4 separate regions of the Mus musculus genome follow, and all the other regions are linked to region 2. Evidence: chromatin contacts called from public promoter capture Hi-C data. All regions are on one chromosome and are shown on one strand. The core of a region is the stretch at or near the end of the contact, and the rest is flanking DNA. Distances in the headings are between cores, read along the strand shown. Region 1 holds the start of Olfr71 (olfactory receptor 71). Region 2 holds the start of Unc13b (unc-13 homolog B). Region 3 holds the start of Fam221b (family with sequence similarity 221, member B). Region 4 holds the start of Npr2 (natriuretic peptide receptor 2).

Evidence for each region. Promoter capture Hi-C pulls out the DNA fragments that hold promoters and counts their contacts.
Region 1: a promoter capture Hi-C map of second pharyngeal arch cranial neural crest shows a contact between it and region 2. The contact joins the promoter of Olfr71 here to the promoter of Unc13b in region 2. A contact is called at or near these places in 16 of 39 promoter capture datasets (3T3-L1-derived adipocytes, the C10 cell line, the HPC-7 cell line and 10 more), 1 of 484 Hi-C or Micro-C datasets (the Ba/F3 cell line) and 4 of 115 datasets of contacts at active chromatin or transcription factors (bone marrow-derived macrophages, embryonic forebrain, kidney and 1 more).
Region 3: a contact with region 2 is called in a promoter capture Hi-C map of neutrophils, with 3 times the contacts expected there. The contact joins the promoter of Fam221b here to the promoter of Unc13b in region 2. A contact is called at or near these places in 11 of 39 promoter capture datasets (the C10 cell line, HPC-7-derived erythroid cells, cranial neural crest and 7 more), 1 of 484 Hi-C or Micro-C datasets (CD4 T cells), 3 of 115 datasets of contacts at active chromatin or transcription factors (bone marrow-derived macrophages and craniofacial prominence) and 2 of 9 other capture datasets (adipose tissue and liver).
Region 4: a promoter capture Hi-C map of embryonic stem cells shows a contact between it and region 2, with 2.4 times the contacts expected there. The contact joins the promoter of Npr2 here to the promoter of Unc13b in region 2. A contact is called at or near these places in 18 of 39 promoter capture datasets (the 3T3-L1 cell line, 3T3-L1-derived adipocytes, the C10 cell line and 11 more) and 3 of 115 datasets of contacts at active chromatin or transcription factors (embryonic stem cells, large pre-B cells and neural tube).

What each region holds. Positions count from the first base shown.
Region 1 is chr4:43,703,955-43,707,975 of GRCm38.p6, reverse strand. Olfr71 (olfactory receptor 71) reads left to right here and starts at 1,410. Exons shown (of 1, transcript NM_019486.1): 1 at 1,410-2,348. The coding sequence starts at 1,410. The coding sequence ends at 2,348.
Region 2 is chr4:43,057,492-43,061,314 of GRCm38.p6, reverse strand. Unc13b (unc-13 homolog B) reads right to left here and starts at 2,362. Exons shown (of 40, transcript NM_001384106.1): 1 at 2,030-2,362. The coding sequence starts at 2,051.
Region 3 is chr4:43,667,608-43,671,338 of GRCm38.p6, reverse strand. Fam221b (family with sequence similarity 221, member B) reads left to right here and starts at 2,480. Exons shown (of 7, transcript NM_175517.3): 1 at 2,480-2,745. It overlaps Tmem8b (transmembrane protein 8B), which reads right to left and starts at 2,032. Exons shown (of 13, transcript NM_001368840.1): 1 at 1,305-2,032. The coding sequence starts at 1,833.
Region 4 is chr4:43,630,039-43,634,066 of GRCm38.p6, reverse strand. Npr2 (natriuretic peptide receptor 2) reads right to left here and starts at 2,132. Exons shown (of 22, transcript NM_173788.4): 1 at 1,216-2,132; 2 at 337-542. The coding sequence starts at 1,882.

The DNA.
Region 1 (4,021 bases), core at 161-2,660, 650 kb before region 2:
GTCTTTGGAAAGATTAAACAAGGAGCAAGTAAAAGGCGGAGACTGTGTCCAGGTGGAGAGACAGCGGGGAGCTGGGTTTGGGCATTATGGTTCATGCTACCGCAGCATCGTCTCAGGTACTCTGACACTGAAGACGGGTTTAAACCTAACATTTTTGTTTGTTTGTTTTGTTGGGTTTATTTTATCTTATTTATTTTATTTTATTTTATTTTATTTTATTTTATTTTATTGGTTTGCGTGTTTGTTTTTTGCTGGTGAGAGGATTGTGAGAAGGAAGCAGGAGGGTGTCCATCCAGAGCAGCAGGTATGAGACTTGTTAGAGGCAAATGTCAGCTCCATGTGGTTAGATGCTACAATACTGGGAAGATCCCTGCTGGAGGCTTAACCCCCTCCTTCCCCCCCCCCAGCAGCTTCTGTGTGAGCTCAGTTTCCCCATCTGCCACAAGAGAGCTCGCCAGTGAACCTGTCAGGGAAGCTCCTGTGTTCATAACCTTGGAGGTTTGGAAGCCAAAGCATCCTTTGTTCTGACTGGGAGAAAATAGGACCGGAGACTGTGTCTCAGGGTCTGTTTGACTTGCCTGTCACTGGGAGGCAACTTCTAAAGCTCCAGCCCGCACAAAGCGCCTGACTGAGCATCTCCATTGTGGGGAGAGGGGGGCTCCCACTCATGGGCTTAGAGACCATCAGCAGCTCCCTGAGACAAAAAGCACAGGGTGTGTGGAGACCAGAGCTGGCCTAAAGAGACAAACCAGACCCCTACCAGTGAGAGAGAAATGAGCAGGGCATGTCAGACAGTGAGGACAGCATAAGTAATGGCTCAGAGATGGTCCAAAAGACAGGAGGACCTTCAGAGACATTCTAGCTTTAAGTGTGGTGCCTGGGCCAGTAGAGCTGCAGCCGCACACAGACCCACTGAGCCAGAAACGCCGTGGGGAGAACAAGGTGTGTTTTGACAGCCTTCCAAGTGAGTCCTGTGTGTGGATCTCTGATCCAACTCCTCAGCTCCCAAATTGTTCGTCTTGTCTGTGATAGGTTAAGTGAGGGAAGGGGACCTGGGGTCAAGTGAGTTTGGGAGCGCATGATCTACATTGCTTTTGGAGAGCTACCAATAAACATTAGTCTTTTAAAGGCCGTGACAAGTCCTCTCTCTCATTCAGCGTTGGCTCTCAGTGATCCTTCAGGCTGTCTGCTCAGACTTCCAAGTACAGTCGTTTAGGAAAACACTGCCCTGAATCATCCACCTTCCTCACACGGATGAACTGAAGCCTACAGAGGGTGAGGAGTCTGTCCCAAGGCCACAGAGAGTGTGGCCAAGCTGGAAAAGACCTTAACCACCTCTGTGGTCCCATGCACGACCTGCATCCTCCGTCCTTCCGCCCCATCTGCGTATCCAGCCAGAACCCCACAGTATGGAGCCCAGCAACAGAACTGCAGTCTCTGAGTTTGTCTTGAAGGGATTTTCTGGCTACCCGGCCCTCGAGCGGCTACTCTTTCCTCTGTGCTCAGTCATGTACCTGGTGACTCTGCTGGGGAACACAGCCATCGTGGCGGTGAGCATGTTGGATGCCCGCCTGCACACGCCCATGTACTTTTTCCTGGGTAACCTTTCCATTTTGGACATCTGCTACACATCTACTTTTGTACCCCTGATGCTGGTCCACCTCCTGTCGTCCCGGAAGACCATCTCCTTTACGGGCTGTGCCGTCCAGATGTGTCTGAGCCTCTCCACGGGCTCCACCGAGTGCCTGCTGTTGGCCGTCATGGCCTATGACCGCTACTTGGCCATTTGCCAGCCACTCAGGTACCCCGTGCTCATGAGCCACAGGCTCTGCCTGATGCTGGCAGGAGCCTCCTGGGTGCTCTGCCTCTTCAAGTCAGTGGCAGAGACGGTCATCGCCATGAGGCTGCCCTTCTGCGGCCACCACGTGATCAGACACTTCACCTGTGAGATCCTGGCTGTGCTGAAGCTGACCTGTGGTGACACCTCAGTCAGCGATGCCTTCCTGCTGGTGGGGGCCATCCTCCTGTTGCCTATACCCCTGACCCTCATCTGCCTGTCCTACATGCTGATCCTGGCCACCATCCTGAGGGTGCCCTCAGCCACCGGGCGCAGCAAAGCCTTCTCCACCTGCTCGGCACACCTGGCTGTTGTCCTGCTTTTCTATAGCACTATCATCTTCATGTACATGAAACCCAAGAGCAAGGAAGCCCGGATCTCAGACCAGGTCTTTACAGTCCTCTACGCTGTGGTGACCCCCATGCTGAACCCCATTATCTACAGCCTGAGGAACAAGGAGGTGAAGGAAGCGGCCAGGAAAGCTTGGGGCAGCAGATGGGCCTGTAGGTGAGGGAGGGCAGGGCTCTGCATGGGTAGGGGTCTTCCCTTGTTATGTGGATCAGCCTATGCCAATACCACTGTGGGACAGAACATGGAGCTATGGAGACCTACACTCCAGAGACACAGTACCAAATCCCACTAATCCTGACACAGAATCACTCACAAGTCACTTTCTGCTCCTGCCCTGTCCTGGTCCAGGCTGCTGCCTAGCACCTGTCCCTGGGCCTCCACAGTAGTCTCTGGGCTGACCTCAAGACAAGTTAGTATTTGGCTAGTGCAGCTGCTCACACCTACAATACCAGCATTTGTGAAACTGAGGCAGGAGGATGGTCAATTTGAAGTCAGCCTGTGATAGTAAGACCCAGTCTGAAAATAAATAGTTAATAGTCACTGGAATTGCCAGCTTCAGTCTCTCCCTGGTGGGGCATCAGGAGGACCATTTTAAGAGCTACTTAAGATTGCATCGCTCTCCTGACTGACATCTGTAAGTAGCTCCTCACTGCTCTCGGGATGAAGCAGATGCTCTTTGGGGCCTTGGAGGTGCCTCCCTGACCTCCGCCCACCCGCCCGCTGGCCTAGCTTCCAGCCTTCTCTCACACTTTCCCGCCTCATAGCCCCACACACCAGCCAATCATGAACCTCCCCTTGCCCTACACTGCCCATCCTCAAATTTTGTGTTCTCCCCACGAAGCAGCTCTGCAGCACACAGCGCATGTGCAGATGGACTTCCTGCCCCTTCAGGCTCCTCTCCTGTGTTCTTGGTTTCCAATCCTATACCAAAAGCAGAAAGCATCACAGCCTACTCTGTCCCAACATCCAGCCTGGTCCAACTCCAAGCCCTGGACTTGTTTATGAAGTGCATAGGTGAACATGAAAATGTAGAGACACGGGGCTGGAGAGATGGCTCAGTGGTTAAGAACACTGATTGCTCTTTCAGAGGTCCTGAGTTCAATTCCCAGCAACCACATGGTGGCTCACAACCATCTGTAATGGGATCTGATGCCCTCTTCTGGTGTGTCTGAAGACAGCTACGGTGCACTCCTATGTGTAAAATAAATAAAAAAAATGTAGAGACACTTGTGGTAGTATTAAGTCCTTCCCAAATCTGAGTGGAGCTGGGATAAAGTCCACAGGGGTTAGGCAAGGCCTAGTCCTCTGAAAGTTGACAGCAGAGACAGGAGTTAGGTCCAAAGCACAAGAGCCCAGACCTGCCTGGTCACAGGGGACTGACCACCCAGAGCAACCTCAAGCTGGGGTTCCTCTCCAACCCCTCTGACAACAGCTGCAGCTTCCAGTATTCCTGCCTCATCTGATTTAGGGGTGCTTGCTGTATCCCTCATGACCCCAGCCCTGGGCCCTCCACAGCTGACCCCTCTGGCAGCTCAGTCTCCCACAGTTTCCCTATCTGAGAAGCGTATGCGCACAGAGTGCATCCAGTCCCCACTCACCCTGGCCTCAGTGCCTGGCATCATTTGCACCATGGTGAGTCTGACCTCCAAGTAGCAATCCTGCCCTCCTGCTAGCTGGCTGCAGGCCACCACAGCCCCACACAAGCCTTCCATTCCTCTACTGGGCCTGCCTCCTTCCCCTGGGACTCTCAATGAGGCAGGCTAGAAAGAGAGAGGACGTTAAGGAGCAGGGCAGAGGACAGAAGCCGCTCCCCGTGGGATCTAGTCTGCACGC
Region 2 (3,823 bases), core at 1,113-3,612:
TGTAGACCAGGCTGGCCTCGAACTCAGAAATCTGCCTGCCTCTGCCTCCCAAGTGCTGGGATTAAAGGCGTGCACCACCATGCCCGGCTGCCAGGTGTAATATCTCACACAGGGAATGCACTCATTCAGATGGCCAAGGCCAGCCTAAGCCTCAAAGTGGGACCCCACCCCACCGCCCACCAAAAGAGCCAAGAGAAGCTAAGGGTATAAGATCAGTAGTTAAGTCATGCTTAACACGAAGGACACTGAGTCCAAACCCCAGCAAACAAAGGAGAAGCAAACCAGGCATGGAATCACAAACCTGGAATCCCAGAATTTGGGAGGTAGGACTGACTCTAGATTGAGGCTGGGGAGAGACAGACGGAGACAGCAACAGTTTAAATAGCAGAATATCCAGACAATGAAAGCTGACTGATATTAAAGCAAATAAAAACAGCAGCAGCTCCTTTTCTAGTTAAATCAGATAAATAACTTCTGATTTAAAAGAGCTCCTGCCTAAAGAGCCTTTCATAAGGTCTAGCTCTGTCTGGGGTGGCAGCAGAGAATTAATAAACTATCCAAGAGGCATTTCCAATCCCAACCTCTCTCAAATCCTGCTATTTGGCAGCAGGGATCTAAAGGAATAAATAGACTCCCAGCTGCTGAGGGGAAATGCTTCCCTAAAACCAAAGCAAAATTCTCATTAATGAAAAATCAACCACTAAAAAAAAAAAGAAAAACTGTAGCTCTCATAATCCCCGGAAGTAACCAAATCCTATTTGGGGTTAGTGCAGATTTAATGAGACAGTAGACTAGCACAACCCAAAGCAGTTCCATTTGCCAGCAGCTGGGGGAAACACTGCAATCAGAGGGATCACAAACAACAATGCTTCTAATCCGTACAGCCAAAAGAAACATGAACTCTTAGCTACCCTGTAAAAGTGACAGGAAAAGGCTCTGGGAAGGCTCTAGTGGATAAATACGCTCTCACAATCAAACCACTTTATCTCATTTTATTCAACAGATATATGGCTTGTAATTTGAATCTCCCAAGATCAAATTCAATCAGCAATCCAAACCCTACTTTTTCTGGCCAGTTAATCTCTCTAAAATCACAGTTCTTGCATTCATTCAAAATTTCTACGGAGCTTGGCACTCGGAATACTATTTTGTAAAAAATAAAAACACCAGCAACACAGTCTCTAGAGCTAAATTCAGGGCACTGTACCTCACATGACTTAAACTCCAAAGCTCTGGTTTTATAAAAAGCTTCCTGTAACCCCAGTCCTCGGGAGGTGAGGTGGTTAAATCACAACTTCCAAACCAGACTGAGCCATACAATGAACTCCAAACCAGCTTGGACTATATAACAAGACTGTTGTTTCCAAGAACCATCACACACAAACACATCCCTTCCTGGATGGACCAAGTGTCCTCAGAGAAAGAGCCAAAGCTAAAATAAAATAAACCATTTCTCCATGTTCCACTCCCAAAGGGGAGAAGCCAACACCACCTCCTTCTTCAAAGTGTCATGTGAAAATATAATCTATGCCTTGACACAAACTGAGGTTCAGGAAAGGAGCCGGGGACGAGACAGACAATAGTAAGATGCAAATCAAGAAATAAACTTGAAGGGATGTGACAGCTGTACCACTAACACGGTCAGAGTCATAAAAAGCTGCTACTCCGGGGCCAACTAGTTCCACAGCGCGGGGAGAAGAAGAAGCTGTCCGCTCTAGACAGGCGCCAACCATAGGAGGTCCCCTCAGGTGCCCACTGGCATCGGACCCTTTTCACTGTTTAATAGCATCTGGCAAGCCCGACAACAACGCTGTCTCACGGCTGCCAGAATGGACGGATAACAGTCCGCCGCGGAAGGGGGGTCACGAAGGAGCGGGGGAAACTCGTCGGACCTTTAGAAGTGACTACGAACGCATTCGCCACCCAGGGCAAGCGCGGGGAGCGAAGTTCGGGAGAAGCGCCGCCGGGACACTACCACAAGTGTCCGGGCAGGCGTGGGAGCCGCGGGTCCCGCCGGCCGCGCACTCACCACGCACACAGAGCAGCGACATGGCCGAGGCGCGGACCAGCCTCCGCCGCACCTCGGCGGCGCGGAGCCCGGCCGCTCCCTCTTTTCTCTCAGCAGGTGCCGCGCCACCCTCTGCTGTCCGCCTCGCGGGTCCGGCCGCTCCTCATGGTCCCCGGCGCCCGCCGCGTTCCCCGCTCCCTCGAAGCCGCCCGGGTTCTCACGGTCGGAGTGAGCAGAGGAAAGAGCTGAGGCTCCGCCGGCAAACTGGGGACTGGGCGCGGCCCCGAGGCGCCATAGCTGCGAAGCGTGAGCGACCAGAACTCCCTCCCCTCACTCCGGCTGGGATCCCTGCGAGAGACTGGGCGGAACCAATCCCCAAGGGCTACGCCTCCCGGCCAATCCGCTCGCGCCCAGTCTGCCGACCCCGCCCCCCCGGGAGCACGTAGACTTCGAGGTCCCCCTTCATTTTTCTAATAACCAAGATTGATAGCAGCTCCGCCCACTGAAAGGGCTTCAAAGCAAGGATGGGCGGGGCTGGCCCTCACCTGTGTGAGGCGAGAGTTGAAACCTTTTGCTCCTCCCACGTGCGTGGAGTTTCCACACAAAAACCAGATTCTCTTCATTGAAGACTTGGCAATTGATTTCCTTAATGAGACGAGGCTTTACAGCCGGAGAGAGATTTGCCATAGTAATTACACAAGGTTGCATTAGGGCTATGGCGGCAAAATTCCAGTTCTTCCAGACATAGAGGCTAGGGTATAAGGAATTCAAGGCCATCCTTGGCTACATGGTAAATCTAAGGCTAGCCTATGCTACACGAAGCTTTCTCTCTTTCTCTCTCTCTCTCTTTTTAAGTGTCTTTCCAAATGTTAGAACTACGAATCTGGAGAAGAGAAAAAAAACTGAACCTTAGGGAAGATTTGGAACACACTAGTCACGAGATCTCAAAGATAGTGGGCATTTTAGGGCTGCCAGTGGTTGGCATATTTAACTATTCATCGCAGTTTTTCTAGAGCAAGCAAGGAACTGAAAAGGAGTTGAACTTCTGAATTCTAGTACTGAATTTAGAAAGAACAAACAGAACTGTTATAAAATCAAGGATCCTCCTAGAGAATGCAGAGGCCGACCAGCAAGACTGGAAACTTTGCACCTGGCCAATAGTATAAAACAGTGGGAAACAATCTAATAAAATTGTGAGGTGCACACATTTTAGACCTAAGTAGATACAGCCAGTATGTTGTCTATTGGCATGAACTAAATAACCCCAGAGCTTAGTAGCTTAAAACAACACTGATTATCCGGAACTTTCTGCAGGTCAAGAATCCAGGCACAACTGAGCCGAGTCCTCCAGTTGAGGGTTTTTCAGAAACTCTCAAGTGCCTGCATGACTGGAGTATCTCAGTTCCAACCTCCCTTCTGTGATTGTTGGCGGAACCCAATTCCTCCAGGGCTTGGAATCATAGCCTCAGTTCTTGATTAACTATGGGCCAGCCTCAGTTCCTTGTCACGTAGGCTTGGCCAACAAAGCTGCTTGCACACAGTCTGAGGCCAAGCAAAACATCAGATGCCTGTAATCTCAGCACTTGGGAGGCGGAGGCAGCAGGACTAGCCATTCAAAACTATCCTTGTATCCTTGACTACATAGTGAGTTCAGTGGAGCCCTGAACTACATCAGACCCTGTCTTTAAAAAAAAGAAAAGAAAAAGAAAAAGAAAAAGAAAAGAAAAGAAAAGAAAAAAGAGAAAAGAGTAAGGAGCTGGAGAGATGGCTGAGCAGCTAAACTCATTTGCTGCTCTTGCAGAGGGCCCAGCTGTG
Region 3 (3,731 bases), core at 1,231-3,730, 610 kb before region 2:
AGAGGAGCGTGCCAAGCTGAGAAGTGTGTAGGCCATATAGCATCCCCTCCCCCTCACACAATAATATATGCACTCCAAAGACATTATCAGCTCACGTATATTCAGATCAAATGCAGCTCACCAACATGCAAGAGTGAATGCATGGCACACATGCACCATTCCCAGGTCCCTGTTATACACACAAGTACACAGTCCCCACACGTCTCTGCAGGCCTACGACCCTCAGATGGCACTGATCTCAGGCTGTACACTGAGCAGACCCACTGAGATCATTGAAAACCCCTGCCACCCACAGCTGCAGCTAGCTGTTATTGCCAAAGACAGTTGGGACAATCTCTCGATACAGAGCCACTCAGCAAAGGTGGCTTGGGGCTAAGACCTTGAACACTAGCCATTTCCTGATGGGACCACCTCTGCCCCTTAAGCTAGGCCCCTCTCTGCTTCTCTCATTCTGACCATTAAGAGGCTGGGCGGCTCTACTAACCAGCCAAGGGGCTTCCTGAACTAGATACAAGTGAGAAACAGTTTATGAAAGAGATTATGCCTTGGGTCAATGGAGGAATACTTCAATCGGGTATTGTAGTCAGAGGAAGAGGGGAGGGAGACAACCACTATGTCACGGGAATTAGGAAACCTTTTTTTCTAGCTCCACTATTGCCATCTATGTAGAACACAACTTTGAACTGCTCCCTGCCTGAGCCTCAGTTTCCTCATCTGCAGAATTGTGCTGAGGTTCAGTCATGCTTTAAACGTATCAAAAACTATCCTTAGCCCAGCTATGATTGCTTAGGGAAAGACCCAGCACAAGAAGAAAGAGTAAATAACCCATGTCCATCTATATAATGCAACATATTGTCTTCAAAACTGCTTTTCAGCCCTTTTTTCTTTTAATGCGTGTTTGTTATCTCAAAGTTTTAGGCTACAGTGTCTCCATATCTCAGGTTACAATAAAAGCTTTTACTATGTCCTCTCCATAAAACTTTGGAAACAAAAGGAGCAAAGTCCCCAAGACTTCCCAGGGTAAGCCAGACTCAAGGAGTCAGGATGGACACCGGGAAAGGAGATCTCCATCTCTTGAGGACTATTAGCAACCTGCTGAACTACCTGAGAGTCCCTGCCTCACCACTCTTAAAGGCTGCAAATCCATCTCTTGTGTAAGCCCCCTTCTTGCTCTTCCCCTCCAACACACACACATTTCTTCCCCCAGTGACCGAGCTCACCAAGTCCCACCTCTCCCGACTCTTTCCAAGCTATCCCTCCCTGGAACCCCATCCGGTCTCAATCCTTTCCGCTTCTCCACTCACCAGCCCCTGGACCAAGGACAGAAAACAGCAACAGCAGCAATAGGGCTGGTGGCAGCTGGAGCCCAGACCTGAGTCGAGGCTGGGAGAGGGGTAGAGTATGAGAGAGGCGGGGACCCAGTGGAAGAGACTTGGGCAAACATAGAGATGGGGGCAAAGACTGGGCTTTTTTTGGGTGGCGCTGAACTGAGCACCGGGGCTCAAACAAGGGCAGAAGGTGTGATGGAAGGAGTGGGTGTGATGGAGATTGAAGCAAGGGCTGTGGCTGGGCCAGGGGCTTAAGCAAACGCGGGGAATGGGACAGGGTCAGATGCTGGGCTGGGAATTGTGACAAGGGGTGGAACAAGGGCCGAGGCGGAGATAGCGGCCAGGCTGGGGGCAGGGACCGGGGTTGAAGCGGGGACCTGGACCTGGACATTCGCTGGGACACCGGCCGGGGCCTGGACAGGTTTGGGAAGCGGGGCGAGGGCGTGGCCGGAGGCCAAGGCTGAAATTGGGATAGGATGAGGGGCCGGGACAAGGGCTGGGCCATGGCCCGGGGCGGGGGCGGGGCCGGCCAGGCCAGCACGGGACGCTCGTAGAGCTGACCCGCGGCTCCGCTCCCCACCCCCGGGGGGTGGCCTCTGGCGTCCTCGCGGGCTCGGGGCTGGGGCCGGGGCCGGGGCCGGGGCCGGGACCTGGGGAGGAGTTCAGGCCTGGGCGACTCCGGGCTGCGCTGAACCGGCGTTAACCAGGCCCCGCGGCGGCCGCGGCGTGACGCTCGCCTGACGCTCCGCCCCGCGCCCCATGCGATTGGCCGCTCTCAGCAAAGCCCGCCCCTACCCAATTCTATTGGCCTCTAACTGAAGCCTGCTGCGCTGCCTACCTTAGAGCCTCTGTCTCAAGCCTCACCGCCCGGCCCTGGGTCACCTCTCAGGTCCACATCTCCCAGTGAACGCGGCTCACATACTGTACAGAAACCTTCCAGAAATTCACAAAACCAGGCTCCTCTCGGGCCGTGTTCCTCCCATTCCTAGGTCTGCACAGCCTACAGAGAGACTCACTCAACTCTGATCCCAACTAGATCCAAAGCAGCCCTCTCAGGAAACCTCACCCACGCCCGGAGATGACGAGAAGACTTCTGTTGCCCTGGAGACTACTTGGCATTTCTGTTGCCCTGGGGATCGAAGCCTGTCCTGGGTTCTAGAGCGCATCCTTCATTGGCCCTGGACCTCTCTTCTTCCTTCCCTTTACTGCCTTTATCAACTGGGGCCAGAGTCCCTTTGCTAAGGTCTGCAGGTGCCTACGCCTTCCCAAACAAACTTAACAAGGCCTCTCAGTTAGCACCTACAGCCTGGCTCATCAACAGCAAAACCATTCCGTAGGTCAGAATCAATACTTCCCCCTCCAACCCAGGTAAAGATCCTGACCTAAGGACTTGGGATCACCAAGCCCAAGCAGAGAGGTAGGTAGTTTTTCAAACAGCCCTCCACCCCAGCCCTTTACCCTGCCACTTTTCCTAATACCATCTGTCCTTCCCCGCTCGTCCTCTACTTTTTGTCCGCGTTCTCACCCACTTTCTCGTCATCCTCCCTCTGCCCCTTTGCTAGTTTGCCCTGTAGAAAGACCCCAGGGAAAGTAATTACTTTTTTAAAAAACAAACCTTTAATTTTATTTTATGTGTATGGGTGTGTTTGCCTGCGTGTATATTTGTACACCACATGAGTACAGTGTCTGTGGAGGCTGGAAGAGAGGGTCAGAGCCCTTGGGACTAGAATTACGGGCGGTCGTGAGCAGCCATGTTGAGAATTAAACCCAGGTCTTCTGCTGAGAGATCGCTCTAATGAGCTTAAGATGCAATATCTCAAGGTAGCTAATACTGTCTCTGAGACACGGGACACACTACAGATCAGAGAAACACGTGAATCCTTAAGTAGCTCTTACAAATGATGATAGACTTGTACAGATGACAGGGTCTGTGTTGGAAGCCCGAGTGGTGGCACTGGCCTGTAATTTCAGTACCTGGGAAGTAGAGGCAGGAGAATTATTGCCAGTTTAAAGCCAGCTTGGTCCAAATTCTAGGCCAGCCAGGCCTATAGTGAGACCCTGTCTCAAAATACCAAGGGTTTTTGGGTGTAGCTCCATGATAGAGCACTTGCCAGCATATAAAAGCCTCCAGTTCATTCCTTAGCACCTGAAAGGGTCTGAGGTGGTGACAACAGACCTTGCCAGTCAGGGCCAAGAAACTTGGATGTCATCCATTAGGCTGGTTCAGAAGGTTGTGTGTGTTCAAAAGGTCTTGCTGGAGGAGGAAAGAGCTTCCCTCCTGGATCTTTCTAGGGTGAATCTAGCACCCTCCCTCTTCACAGCATCCTGGAGACAAGCCATCCATTCTGCTCCTGTGTGCTGCATTGCCTCTCAAGCTCATCTGGTCCCAGATGCATACATGGT
Region 4 (4,028 bases), core at 883-3,382, 570 kb before region 2:
ATATTATAGTTTCACCTTGCCTCTCCAATAAGGATGACAGCCCTTCCCAGGACAAGGCTCAGGTCTTTCCCTTCCTGCCTTCCAGCTCACTGCTGGCACTTAGGAAAGCATCCTAAGATCTCTGGTAGCGGCCAAGGTCAGTCTTGGCAAGCACACTAGGTAACAGTCACAAATCTCAGGAAGGAAGAGTGAGACCAGACACAGAACATTTCTGACCATTTCCCTTCCATAGCACACCACACCTGCCCTATTCCAGAGCCTTCAGGAGGGTCTTGGGAGAAACAGATCCTCCAACCAAGTGAGTCTTCCCATCTTTAGTTTGGGTTCCAAAGGTACCTGAAAGGCCTCTCTGAGGGCCTGGGCCTGTTCCTGGGTTCGATTGTCCTGCCATGGCCGGCCTGTTGCACGGGTGGGGCCTGCTCGGAGACTCTCCCCAAAGACATCAAGGTAAAAGAAGACATAGTCCCCATTGGTCAGGTTCTCCCTCTGGGCCTGAAGCAGGATCTCATGCAGCATTTCCAGGGGGCCGCAGATATACACAACTGGGAGTGCACAGGACAGAAGGGCACCCTGAGACAGCATCCAGGTCCCCCCTCCTCTCTGAGTCATCCCATTACAAGAGAGTGCCCTACCCATCGACCACCCAACAGATGTTCCCATCCCTCCCCTTAGAGCTCATGTCGCAAGTGCCCTGGGGCCACATGGACCATCTGGTCCAAGTCAGAGCCCAACTCCAGACCCCAGAGACTGGCGTGATGACCCAAGCCCCTCCTTCCCCCAAAGCTGTGTTTGCTAGACTTCACAGCCCCCACGTCCCCTCCTGCCTACCTCTCCCTAGGCTCACAAGCACTTGTGCTCACAATTTTTGTGTGAGCCTTACCTGCTTTCCCAATCAAACCTGAACCCATAGAGTCATCTCTATGCTACCAAGAGGCTTTGTGTTCCAATCTAAGGGGTCTCTGCTCACAGACAGGTGCACATTTCAGATCAGACATCACCCACATCCACTACTCAAACCCCAGCCCCAGGCTCAGCCTTGCTGACCTCTGACTGATGCCAGGTTCTCTCAGGAGCTCTGTCCTCAAAAGTTCCTCCATCCCAACCATCACATAGAACTCTCCCCTTCCTATCTCTGCCTATTTCTCTGTGTTGCACTGCTCCAGGGACATAGCGGCCCACCTCCCCTGTTTCTAAAACAGCCCGGGCCACACTTACTGCGCCCGTTGGCTCTGATGAAGTGGGTGGCTTGCTCAGGGCCACCTGGCTCTCGGGCATACACCTGGTGCTGCACACTGAGGTTGCTGCCCTGCAGGGCCTCAAAGACGCCCTCGATGGTGAAGTAGTGGGGCCGGTCATCTGTGCGAGCATCCAGATACAGCAAAGCAGCCCGAGCTGTCCAATTGAAGTGCCCGTGCAATGTCACTACAAACTCACCCAGCTTGGGCGCAGAGGGGCCAGTGCGAACCAGGGTACGATAATGCTCATTCTTAGCTGCAAAGCCAGAGGCCACTGCCCCCGCAGTCAGGAGGGGAAGGCGCCAGTGTGAGGCAAAGCGAGCCACAGAGGCAGCGGGGTACACACAACCGGGGCCCAACAGAAGGTCGGGGTCATGGTACAGCTTGAGGTCCACAGCGCGCAGTGGTGCCAGGTACTCAGAGCAGGCGCCGTCTAGTTCGGAGCTGACAAACCGCAGGTCCACGGGCAGTGCCCGGCCCAGTGCCTCCACAGCCAGTGCCACAGCAGGACCCACCCGTGGCCAGGCCCAGGCATAGCTCAGGTTGTGTTCTGGCAGCACCACCGCCAGCGTCAGGTTCCGTGCCCCCGGAGGACGCACCCCACCTGCCAGGGCTGCCACCACCAGCAGCAGGGATGGCAGTGCCATGGGGATAGAGCAGCTGACCCACGGTCCCCCGAACCAGGGGCCGCTCTGGCCTACTGGGCAGGCACAAGCGCCACCCAGCCTGGAGCCTGGGGAAGAGGGCCAGGAAGAGAAGTGGGGGCAAGCTTAGTCGGCCCGGATACAGAAAGTGCTGGGGACCACGCAAGAAGAGGATGGGGGGAAACCTGGGTCGGGAAGGAGTGGGCTACCAGCCCACAGCCAGGTCCAGGGACTAAGGATAGGGTGGCAGAAGGAAGAAGAGACCAAGGGGGCCTGCGACCGGGATGAGGACAGTGAGAGGTGAAGTAGCCTGACAATTCCAAGCCGAGAAGGGAGGAATCTGAGCCTGGGATGGGGTAGGGACTTGGGGGAGGCTGGCACAAAGAAACGGCCCGGGGACACCTCACAGCTGATCGGGCCGGGAGAGCAAAGAGCTGCGAGAAGCCAGAGCCCCGGGCTGAGGTGGGAGGGCGCCCGCCGCGGAAGGACTGGGACATGGGCAGGCAGGGAGCGAAGCGAGGCCTGGGCCAGAGGGGAGGGAAAGGCAGGGGTGACTCTCCCAGTGACGGCTTCTCCCGAAGCTCCTGCCTGGACTAACGGGCCCGGGCGCTGGTCCCATCCGGAGCTGCGGCGGCCCCGCCCGTGTCCCCCGCTCCTCTCCGCTCCGCTTCTCCCGGGCCCGGCGGCCTGCGCTGCCCGCCGCTGCCTCCCGCCCCCCGCCTGGGCCCCCGCGCGCGCCGCTCGCTCGTCCAGGTCAGGTCGCCTCGGCCCGGCGCGTCTCCGCTCGCTGCGCCCGCGGCGGCGGCCGAGTGTGACTTCCCCGGCAGGCCGCCCGACCCCGCCCCTCCCCCTCCCCTCCCCGCCCGGCCCCACCCTCCGGCTGCTGCTGCCACCCCCACCCCTGCCTGGCGCCCAGGGACCTCCCAGTCCCCAAACCACCCGGTGAGCGCCCCAGGGGCTCAGCACCCCGGGCCTCTAGGCCAGCGAGGTTCATGGGCGTCCCCATACTGTAAGGGCCTTCCTCTGCTTCCCCCAAGCCCCTTGTGCACAGGACTGCTCCCATCTCACTCATGCCTGCCTTCTTCCCTTGACACCCCACTTTTCTTAGAGTCCATTCACTCAATCAGATTTCCGCAGATGCTCCAGTCTCCAGGAAACTGTCAGAAATCCCCAATCACTGGGTATCCATTTATTCCTGGGTAGGGAAAACTCTACCCATCTCCTCAACGCCAGAGTGCTTTTCCTCAGGCAGGAGGAAGTCAGACCCTCATGGCACCAAAGGACTCCATTCTTCTCGGATCTTTATGGAGTCCACGAGTCCTCCTCTTCCTGGGGACTCAACTCTCCACTCTGTTTCTGTCTCCACGGTCGTTCTGCTCTTATGCCTATTGGATCCATCAGCCATCTGTTCCCAGGGCCTTGTCCTTTTGTCTTCCTGAGCCACACTTGGTGGGAGCTTATGGACTGACTAAGCCTAACAGGCCTCAGCAATTAAAGTTCATTGTACCCCCACCTAGGGATCCACCTCACTCCTAAAATTCCAGGCTAGAAAGTTCATCCAGGTACCCCTTATCTGGAGTGCTGACCCCATCTGGAAGAACAGCTTGTGAGAGATGACATCATTGCAAAGGGAACAGCTATGGCACCTTGGGGAGTTCTCAAATTATCAAAAAGGACATGCACATAAACACATTCTCCTCCATGCCGACAGCCAGTTTCTCTCCCACTTGAAGCCACTTCTCCAGAAATCACAGTGCCAAGAAGCCAAAGGCTCCCCAGCAGAGACTGAGAGCTTGCAGGCTGAGGACAATCTTTCTCTGAGATGAAGGCGACCCCTAGTGGCTTGAGGAGAAATTAAGGACCGAGTCTTTTTATTCAGAGCCATGAGTTCTGGCTGCTGTAGGCTGGAACACGAAAGAAGCTAATTGTTTCAGCTCTTGCCTTAGAGGGGCACACAGCTAAAAACCCTGGTCCCTGGAGTGAACACAGAGGTCATAAGAAAGCCACATTGACAAGTGGCCCTGCTGGATGCTCTATCCAAATAGAAGCTTATGGGTACCCCTCCCCCCTTTAAAGAACACCGAGGGAAATGAATTCTTGCTCCAGGCTGTCAATCCTGTTGGTGAAAAGGAATTATGCTCTGTCTGGG